2 separate regions of the Sus scrofa genome follow, and region 1 is linked to region 2. A link is a contact called in public promoter capture Hi-C data. All regions are on one chromosome and are shown on one strand. The core of a region is the stretch at or near the end of the contact, and the rest is flanking DNA. Distances in the headings are between cores, read along the strand shown. Region 1 holds the start of ZNF112 (zinc finger protein 112). Region 2 holds the start of LOC110260999.

The links. Promoter capture Hi-C pulls out the DNA fragments that hold promoters and counts their contacts.
Region 1: a contact with region 2 is called in a promoter capture Hi-C map of liver, with 7 times the contacts expected there. The contact joins the promoter of ZNF112 here to the promoter of LOC110260999 in region 2. A contact is called at or near these places in 2 of 5 promoter capture datasets (fetal skeletal muscle and liver) and 7 of 47 Hi-C or Micro-C datasets (embryonic fibroblasts, heart right ventricle, liver and 3 more).

Annotation. Positions count from the first base shown.
Region 1 is chr6:50,942,536-50,946,732 of Sscrofa11.1, forward strand. ZNF112 (zinc finger protein 112) reads right to left here and starts at 1,438. Exons shown (of 12, transcript XM_021097547.1): 1 at 1,350-1,438.
Region 2 is chr6:50,770,830-50,774,905 of Sscrofa11.1, forward strand. It overlaps LOC110260999, which reads right to left and starts at 1,920. Exons shown (of 2, transcript XR_002344680.1): 1 at 1,690-1,920. LOC100737582 (zinc finger protein 226-like) reads left to right here and starts at 2,056. Exons shown (of 13, transcript XM_021097546.1): 1 at 2,056-2,215.

The sequences.
Region 1 (4,197 bases), core at 188-2,687, 170 kb after region 2:
CCCCATCCCTTCCTACATTTGTTCAACAAATATCAGGGCATCTTGGAAAGCAGAAGAATTGCACACAAGATGCGTATAAGATGACAAAAGAGGAAGAAGGATGCTAAGTCCTGCTCAGGTGAGGCTCTGCTGCCTGGAGCCAAAGGGTCGTTCCCTCCTTGCTGCAGCCTTTTCCAAGTCAAGGCAGGTGTGAACCGGAGATCGGCACTTGCTATCAGTCTCTGCGTGGATTGAATCATGAGCTGCTGCAGCTGCAGACCCTCGACATCCCCTGAGAGTCTTCACGGTGGAGATCAGGAGTGAGGCACTCGGTGCCCTGGGAAAACTGGCAGACCAGGTCTTCAGATGGATGTTTTCAGGAGAAGATTTGATGAGCCCAATTCTTGCATCTAGAAAAGCACTCAAACCCTTCAAGGAGACATCTGCTCCTCGAGACTAGCAGCAGCCTTCTGCAAATGTGTCCTTGGTTGCACGTATCTCCCCCTTCATCAAAATCACATATATACCGACCCTCCATCCTACCTCTTTGGGGCAGTTTTTCTGAGCTCTCTGAAATGCTGCCTCCCAGGCTATAGTCCTCATTTTGCCCTCAAATAAAACTTAACTCACAATTCTCATGTTGTGCATTTTTTAAAGTTGACACAGGGAAAAGAACGGAGGCTGAGCAAAATCAGAACTTCATTTGCGCTCCGACATAAATTACAGTGGACGTCCCAGACCACAGCCAGGAGCGACCCTTTCCAAAAAAAAATTCAAAAAATGATTAGAAAACCAGATACAGCCACGCCTTCTTCAGGGATCAGAGAAAGGCCAGGGACACTGAGGCAGGAGCTCTGACCCCATCCCGGGCTCAAAGACGTTTTTGGGGAACTAAGCACTTACTTCTCAAGAAGTTTAAAGATACTAGTAACAAGAGACTTATTTTTGCTCACAAACCAGCCTCTGATTCTTTTCCTGCACATTCTCAGACTAGCCCTATTAGGTAGACACTTATACCAACTTTAAAGAAGAGCAAAAGAAGCAGAGACACTGACATACTCGCCTAATATTATACCGGTGGGAAGCGGCAGCTAGAGCTGGTGGTCGGGTAAAGGGTTGGGAAAGTACAGAACCCAGAAGACCCTCAATCCCAGCGATTTACGGCTCTGGCCTGGGCCCCTAAACCGGGGATGCACCCACAGCCCCGCGCTCCAGAAGGCTCATTCAAAGGGAGCGCCAATTCTGCCCTTCGCTGCCAGCGGATTCTTTGTCCAAGGTCGAGGGCAGGGTCGCTAGTGGCCCACAACAAACCCAAGAACGGCCAGTGTGGACACGAGGAGAGGGGCTCTGCAAAGCTGTGGGAGACTCACCTTTCCGAGAGGAATGAAGGCCGCGGCCTCGCGTACCTGGACCGGAAGTGACTCTGCCTACACAAATCCCCCGGACTACGCTTCCCAGAATTCCCGACGGGAGCAGGGACACGGCCTCAGCTTTCTGTAGCGGAAGTTATCCAACTACAGTGTTGCCGGACTACACTTCCCGAAATTCCCAGGCACTTCGTCGCCTTCCCAGGGCGGAAGTTCCGGCTGCTGTGCTGAGAGTGTGGATTCTACTTCACAGCCTCGCCGTCCTGAAAGAATTCCGCAATTCCCGCCTTCCTGGAGCTGAAATGCTTCCAAAGATAGAGCGGTCTACTATGCATTTATGTATTTTCTCCAGCCGACTATGCACTAAAAGAGCTTTTCTAGAGCGTAATTGTTTCTGATCTTGTGCATCTTCTGAACTGCAATTCCCGAATCTCCTTCCCGGCAGCCCTTTCCGCAAGATTGCGCTTTTTCTTTCGGGTAGTCAACAATTGAATAGTCGATATTCTCTTTAGGAGACTCAGAATAAATTAACTCTATGCTGTTAGTCGAGTTCGGCCTCCCCTTTGCTTTTTTTCTAAAATTTTTTTTCTGTCAAACATGCCAAAAACAAAGCAAACTCCACCAAAGCATACTATTTACCTACCCACCTACCTATCCCAAAAAAATACCCCTAGAAACCAGATAAGTTAGGAATGTGGGAAATAAAAAAAAAAAAAAAAAAAAAAGGGAAGGAAGGAAAGGAGGGAACGTGGGAGAAGGGAATAAATGATATAAAGAAAGCGATTTGTAGGCAAAAAAATGCAATACTAAGAGGAAATTTCGTTGACCTACATTGGGCACTGAATGTAAGGAGTACAGGATCTCAACCTTACTTAGACCGGATTGCCTTTTTTTATTCTACATGGGCGTGAATGCACCTAGAACTCTGATGCTGCTACCTTCCCTGAGCTGTTCGCTCTGTGATGAATGGACATGGATGCTAAGAATACACAAGAAACAGATGCAACCACTGACCAGGACAAAAAGCAGCAGCACGGAGTTCCCATCATGGCGCAGTGGTTAACGAATCCGACTAGGAACCATGAGGTTGCGGGTTCGGTCCCTGCCCTTGCTCAGTGGGTTAGCGATCCGGCGTTGCCGTGAGCTGTGGTGTAGATCGCAGACGCGGCTCGGATCCCACGTTGCTGCGGCTCTGGTGTAGGCCGGCGGCTACAGCTCCGATTTGACCCCTAGCCTGGGAACCTCCATATGCCGCAGGAGTGGCCAAAGAAATAGCAAAAAGACAAAAAAAAAAAAAAAAAAAAAAAAAAAAAAAGCAGCAGCATATGTTTTCCACATATTCTTGGCTTTAATTGCTGATTATGAAATGTGAGTCCTAAGACAAAAGGAGGGAGCTGTATTGATACAGACAAAGCATTATAATATGGGAAGGGATAAATCCTTTATAAAATCTTGAATTTTTTTTTTTTTTTTGCTTCTAGTATCATATCACATATTTGAACCCTGCTCTTGATATCGTAAACACCATAAGATGTCTTAGGGAGGACATGGTGATCCAGGGAGGTCAGAGGATGAGGTAATGGCCTAATCCATAAAACTAGCAGAATAAAGAAAGAAAAAAAAAAAGAGAGGAGAGAGTTTAATCGCCCATTCTTCTCGTGGGGAAGAAATACATATTATTTCCCTTTATGCTGGTACATTACTCTATATGATGCTATGTCACTTGAGACTTTTGTAATCTAGAATGGCTTCCCTTCCTCTTTTTTTATGTCCTTCACCTACTGAACTAACTAGGTCAGTTGTCATATAGGACTGCTTATATCCTGGGTTTGTCTGATGGCTTTTTAAAAATGGTTTCTGTTTTTATCTTTTTAGGGCCGCACGCACATCATACGGAAGTTCTCGTGTTGGGAGTCAAATTGGAGTTATAGCTGCTGTCCTTCATCACAGCCGCAGCCACGCCAGATCCGAGCTGAGCCGAGTCTACAAACTAAACCACAGCTCACAGCAGTGCTGGGTCCTTAACCCACTGAGCAAGGCCAAGGATGAAACCCGAATCCTCATGGATAGTAGTCGCGTTTGTTACCAATGAGCCACAATGGGAACTCCTGATGGTATTTTTAAAAAACTTTTTAAATTGGGGTACAGTTGATTTACAATGTCTCAGTAATTTTAGGTCTACAGCAAAGTGAATCAGTTATATACATACATAGATCTATTTTTTCCCATATAGGTTATTACAGAACATTGAATAGCTCTCCCTATGCTATACAGTAGGCTCCCGTTAGTTATCTACCCTATATATAGTAGTGTGCATGTGTCAATCTCATTCTTCCAATTTATCCCGCCCTCTCCATGGTTTCACCTTTGATAACCCTAAGTTTGACCTTGAAGTCTTTGAGTCTGTTTCTGTCCTACAAACAAATTCTTTTGCATCTGATGTCTTTTTTGATCTGGCATTTATTGTTAGAAACTTTGATATTTTCTGTGAACTAGAGGTTAAAGCCTAGATTTATTTTGCAAGAATATGGAAAATATGATACTGAAAAGTAGATGAACAAGGTCCCATACAATGTCCAACTGAAACCAGTCCTAATGCTGGGCAAATACTCTGACTGAGGAGTAAAAGAAAAATGACACAACAGCCACTATGTGCAAATGGTCAATAGTTTAAAGAGGATCATTTAAAGAAATTATACCATGTGATTCTTTAACAACCCTTCCAAAAGGAAATGTTTTTTAAAATATGTATTTAATATGTAGTTTATATATTAAGCAAGATAAACTTGATAATGGGTAAATTTGGGAAGTAAAATTTAAGTAAAAATGCAATAGACAAAGAATGTTTTGT
Region 2 (4,076 bases), core at 670-3,169:
GAGAAACTTCTTTGAGGATGATATTCTGATTGATGTCCCAAAGGAGAATAATGTTAGCCTAGTTGTGAGTGTCACACCAGCTTCCTAATGTCAGGGGCAGTTTTGCTTTCAACTCTCAGTTCATTCAGTGAAGCATTATATAGCCAACATTTGGAAAGAGATTTTCAGTGCTGATATTAGAAAATGTCTAGCCTATACTGAGTTTAACATGGGATTTCATTAAAAATGTATATGATGATACATATATGTATGTTTACAGGGAGAAAAAAAACTTACCTTCAAGGGGAAGGAGTCTAGGTGCTCCGCCCCCCCCCATTTTACTTTATGCTATATTTAATTAGCTTTCAGTAACATGTGCTTTTATTTTTTTATTTTTTATTTTTTTGTCTTTTCTCCTTTTCTAGGGCTGCTCCCACAGCATATGGAGGTTCCCAGGCTAGGGGTCCAATCAGAGCTGTAGCTGCCATCCTACGCCAGAGCCACAGCAACACAGCAACACAGGATCTGAGATGCATCTGCAATCTATACCACAGCTCATGGCAACGCTGGATCCTTAACCCACTGAGCAAGGCCAGGGATCGAACCCGCAACCTCATTGTTCCTAGTCAGATTCGTCAACCACTGAGCCACGACAGAAACTCCAACATGTGTTTTTAAATTACTATTGTAATAAAGATACTTTAACCAGAAAATATAAAGGAAAAACTCTTAATACAAAACATCTTCCCTCACCAGTAGACTCCTCACTGCTCTAACATTAAATCATAGGCTTTGGGAGTTCCTGCTGTGCACAGGATTGGCAGTGTTTTGGGATTCCTGGCCCTGGCACAGAAGGTTTAGGATCCATTGTTGCTGTAGCTGCAGTTTTGATTGTAATTGCAGCTTGGATCTGATCCCTGGTTTGGGAACTCCATATGCCACAGGGTGGCCAAAAAAAAAACAACAAAAAAACAAATCATAGGCTTTGGGAGTCAGCCTTGGCATTGGGAGTCCAATGCCAAGATTTTCAGCATTGTTAATGCCGTTAATTAAAGGTAAAGAAGTAGCCTTAGCCATTAATGTACTTTTTTTGTTTTGGTCTTTAGGGCAGAACCCTTGGCATATGGAGGTTCCCAGGCTAGGGGTCCAGTCAGAGCTACAACTTCTGCCTACACCACAGCCACAGCAGCGCAGGATCCAAGACGTGTGAAACCTACACCACAGTTCATGGCAATACCAGATACCTGACCCACTGAGTGAGACCCAGGGATTGTTTCTGCTGCACCGCAGTGGGAATTCCAACAATTTCTTAACTTCTCTGAAATTTAATGTTTTCACCTCCAAAGTAGGTATTGTAATAACCTCAATAAAGGAAAAGCAATTTTCCATAAAACAGGCTCCCACTTTGGCCCTTTCAAGTTGTTTTTCCTGCCAAACCAGTGATACCACAGGGTCTGGAGTTGGGTTAATACCTTCTTCGTTCATTTTTCCACCCAAATCATTCTACCTCGCCTATTCTTTAGCCTTATACTGTCAGATTATACTCAAATTACTCTCCTTTTAATCACCTACCGTCCCCTAGTCATTCCTCAGTTAATTTTTTGAAGGTTTTATCTCCTCACTTCCTCCCCCGCCCCCCCTCCCGTGCCAACAATACTGCTGCCATAATTGGGAGGATTTCTACTTCAAAAAGTCGTGTCTGTGGAATACCTTCGCGGGACGACTCAGGAGCAGACTCTTACTACCACCACGGAAGTCGGGACTGTGGGATTCTTTCCGCCCTGGCATCCTGGGAAGTGGAGGCAAGAAACTTCCTGCGCCCCCAACACGTCTACCTGGAAGGTGAGACTCCCGATGGTTTTCCTTGGTATTCTAGGAAGTGTAGTCCAGATGCTCCGCGTAGTCGCTTGCACTTCCGTGGGCGTGGGTGGGAGGAGGGTGGTGCCTGGTGCATTCTGGGAAGTGTAGTCCAGATCCTCTGCGCACCAATTGCACTTCCGGGGGTCTGATGCATTCTGGGAAGTGTAGTCCAGCCGCTCCGCGAACTCGTAGGCACTTCCGTTCCCCGAGTGTTAGTTTGCTGGTGTTTTCTGTGGGGGCGGTGCGTCAGTTCCGAGTCTAGCTGGCCCTTCTGAACTTCCTGGATGTTTGCTCGGGAGCCGCAAGGACTTGACAACAGATTTAGGGGAAAAGAATCTTTGGCGGAGAGCACAGGTACCCAGGCGCAAGGACAGCGGTGTGTATTCCCTACTCAGAGCCTCTGTGCATTGAGAGTCGTCTCTTTACCCAGATAGGGCACGAACTCTAATTGCGTATCCCCAGGATTGAGAGTTCTCCTGCTCTCAGCTCGCCCAGTCCGCCTCCCTACACTTTTCACGCACCCTTCTGTTTCCTTGCGTTGGGAGTTAATCTCCTGGTGCCTCTTGTTGCTTTTCTTTAAAATATTAGGATATTAGGACTTTCCTGATACAATCGTTTGGGGACTTAAAAGAGATGGTACAAATTGACGTCTTAACTAGTACCTGGCACGTAGTGAATTAACATCTCTTCTTGATGTTAATTTACCCTGGAGCGGTTAGGTCCCCGGGTTAGGGTCAGAGATCCAGCTTCAGTGATTCTTGCCCTTCTGTCTTTGCCTGTGTGATGCTGGATAATCCCGGACCTATTCTGACTTTTTTGGAGGGAAAGGTGAGGATTGCTTCCAGATTGCTTGAAGGGAGGGGAGGCTTTAACTTTAATCAGAGACGGGGACTCGATCGTCGCATTCCACAGCGTTCTTTCTTTCCCCAGCGTGATTTCTCAGAAAGGGCTGCACTGAGGTAGAAGGAGTGACTCCTGGGCTACTGAGAGCAATGCCCGGAGTAAATGAAACTTGACATCCTTTTTTTTTTTCCAATGGTGGGCACATCAATCAGAGGATATATAGAACGTGTAATTGGACATGGGTATTGTTGGTAATTAACTTCAGATTTCTGGCTGCGAAGCAGTGGGTTAAGAATCCGTAGTTGCCGCAGCTGCAATCCCTGGCTCAGAACGAGGGTGCGGCCGTAAAATAAAATTTTAAAAAACTAACTTCGATGATGAGGGCTTTGCACAAGTAAGTATATTATGCCACATCATGGCTCCGTGAAGAAACATTGCATTTTCCCTATTCTGTAAAATGGGATTGAGACCTAGGGAGCTGTACATTATTTGCACATAGTCACCCACCAAGTAGGAGGCCAAGTTGGGGTTGGAATTCAGGCAGCCTGAGTCCAGAGCTTGAGTTCAGAATCTCTTGGATGTAATTCTCCTTAAGCCTTAGGAACTAGGTGGAATCAGGCACCCTAGCTAGGACTTGGTTGTGAGGGACCTTAAAATCTAATCAAATGGGCTTAGACTTTTCAGTGAGTTTTTACAAACTTTATCAACTATTTTGTTTTGCTTGGTTTTCTGGAGTTTTTTGTGGAATTTTTTTTTTTTTTTCATTTTAGGGCTGAGTCCATAGCATATGGAGGTTCCCTACACAGCAACGCAGGATCCTCAACCCACTGAGTGAGGCCAGGGATTGAACCCGCAACCTCATGGATCCTAGTCAGGCTCATTAACTGCTGCCACAAAGGGAACTCTTGTTTTGCTTGTTACAAATGATATTTCTTTTTTTGTCTTTGTTTTGTATTTTTATCTTGTATTTTTTTGGCTGTGGCATTCGGAAATTCCAGGGCCAGGGATTGAATATGCCACAACTGTGGCCTGAGCCACTGCAGTAGCAACACTGGATCCTTAGCCCACTGTGCCACCAAGGGAACTCCCAAATACTTTTTTTTTTTTTTTGTCTTTTTGTCCTTTTTTAGGGCCACACCCACGGCATATGGAGGTTTCCAGGCTAGGGGTCTAGTCAGAGCTGTAGCTGCCGGCCTACACCAGAGCCACAGCAATGCCAGATCTGAGCCGCGACTGTGACCTACACCACAGCTCATGGCAACACAGGATCCTTAACCCACTGAGTTAGGCCAGGGATCAAACCTGCAACCTCATGATTCCCAGTCGGATTCGTTTCTGCTGCGCCACGACGGGAACTCCCTGAATACTTCTTATTCTTGTAGAACTGTATCATT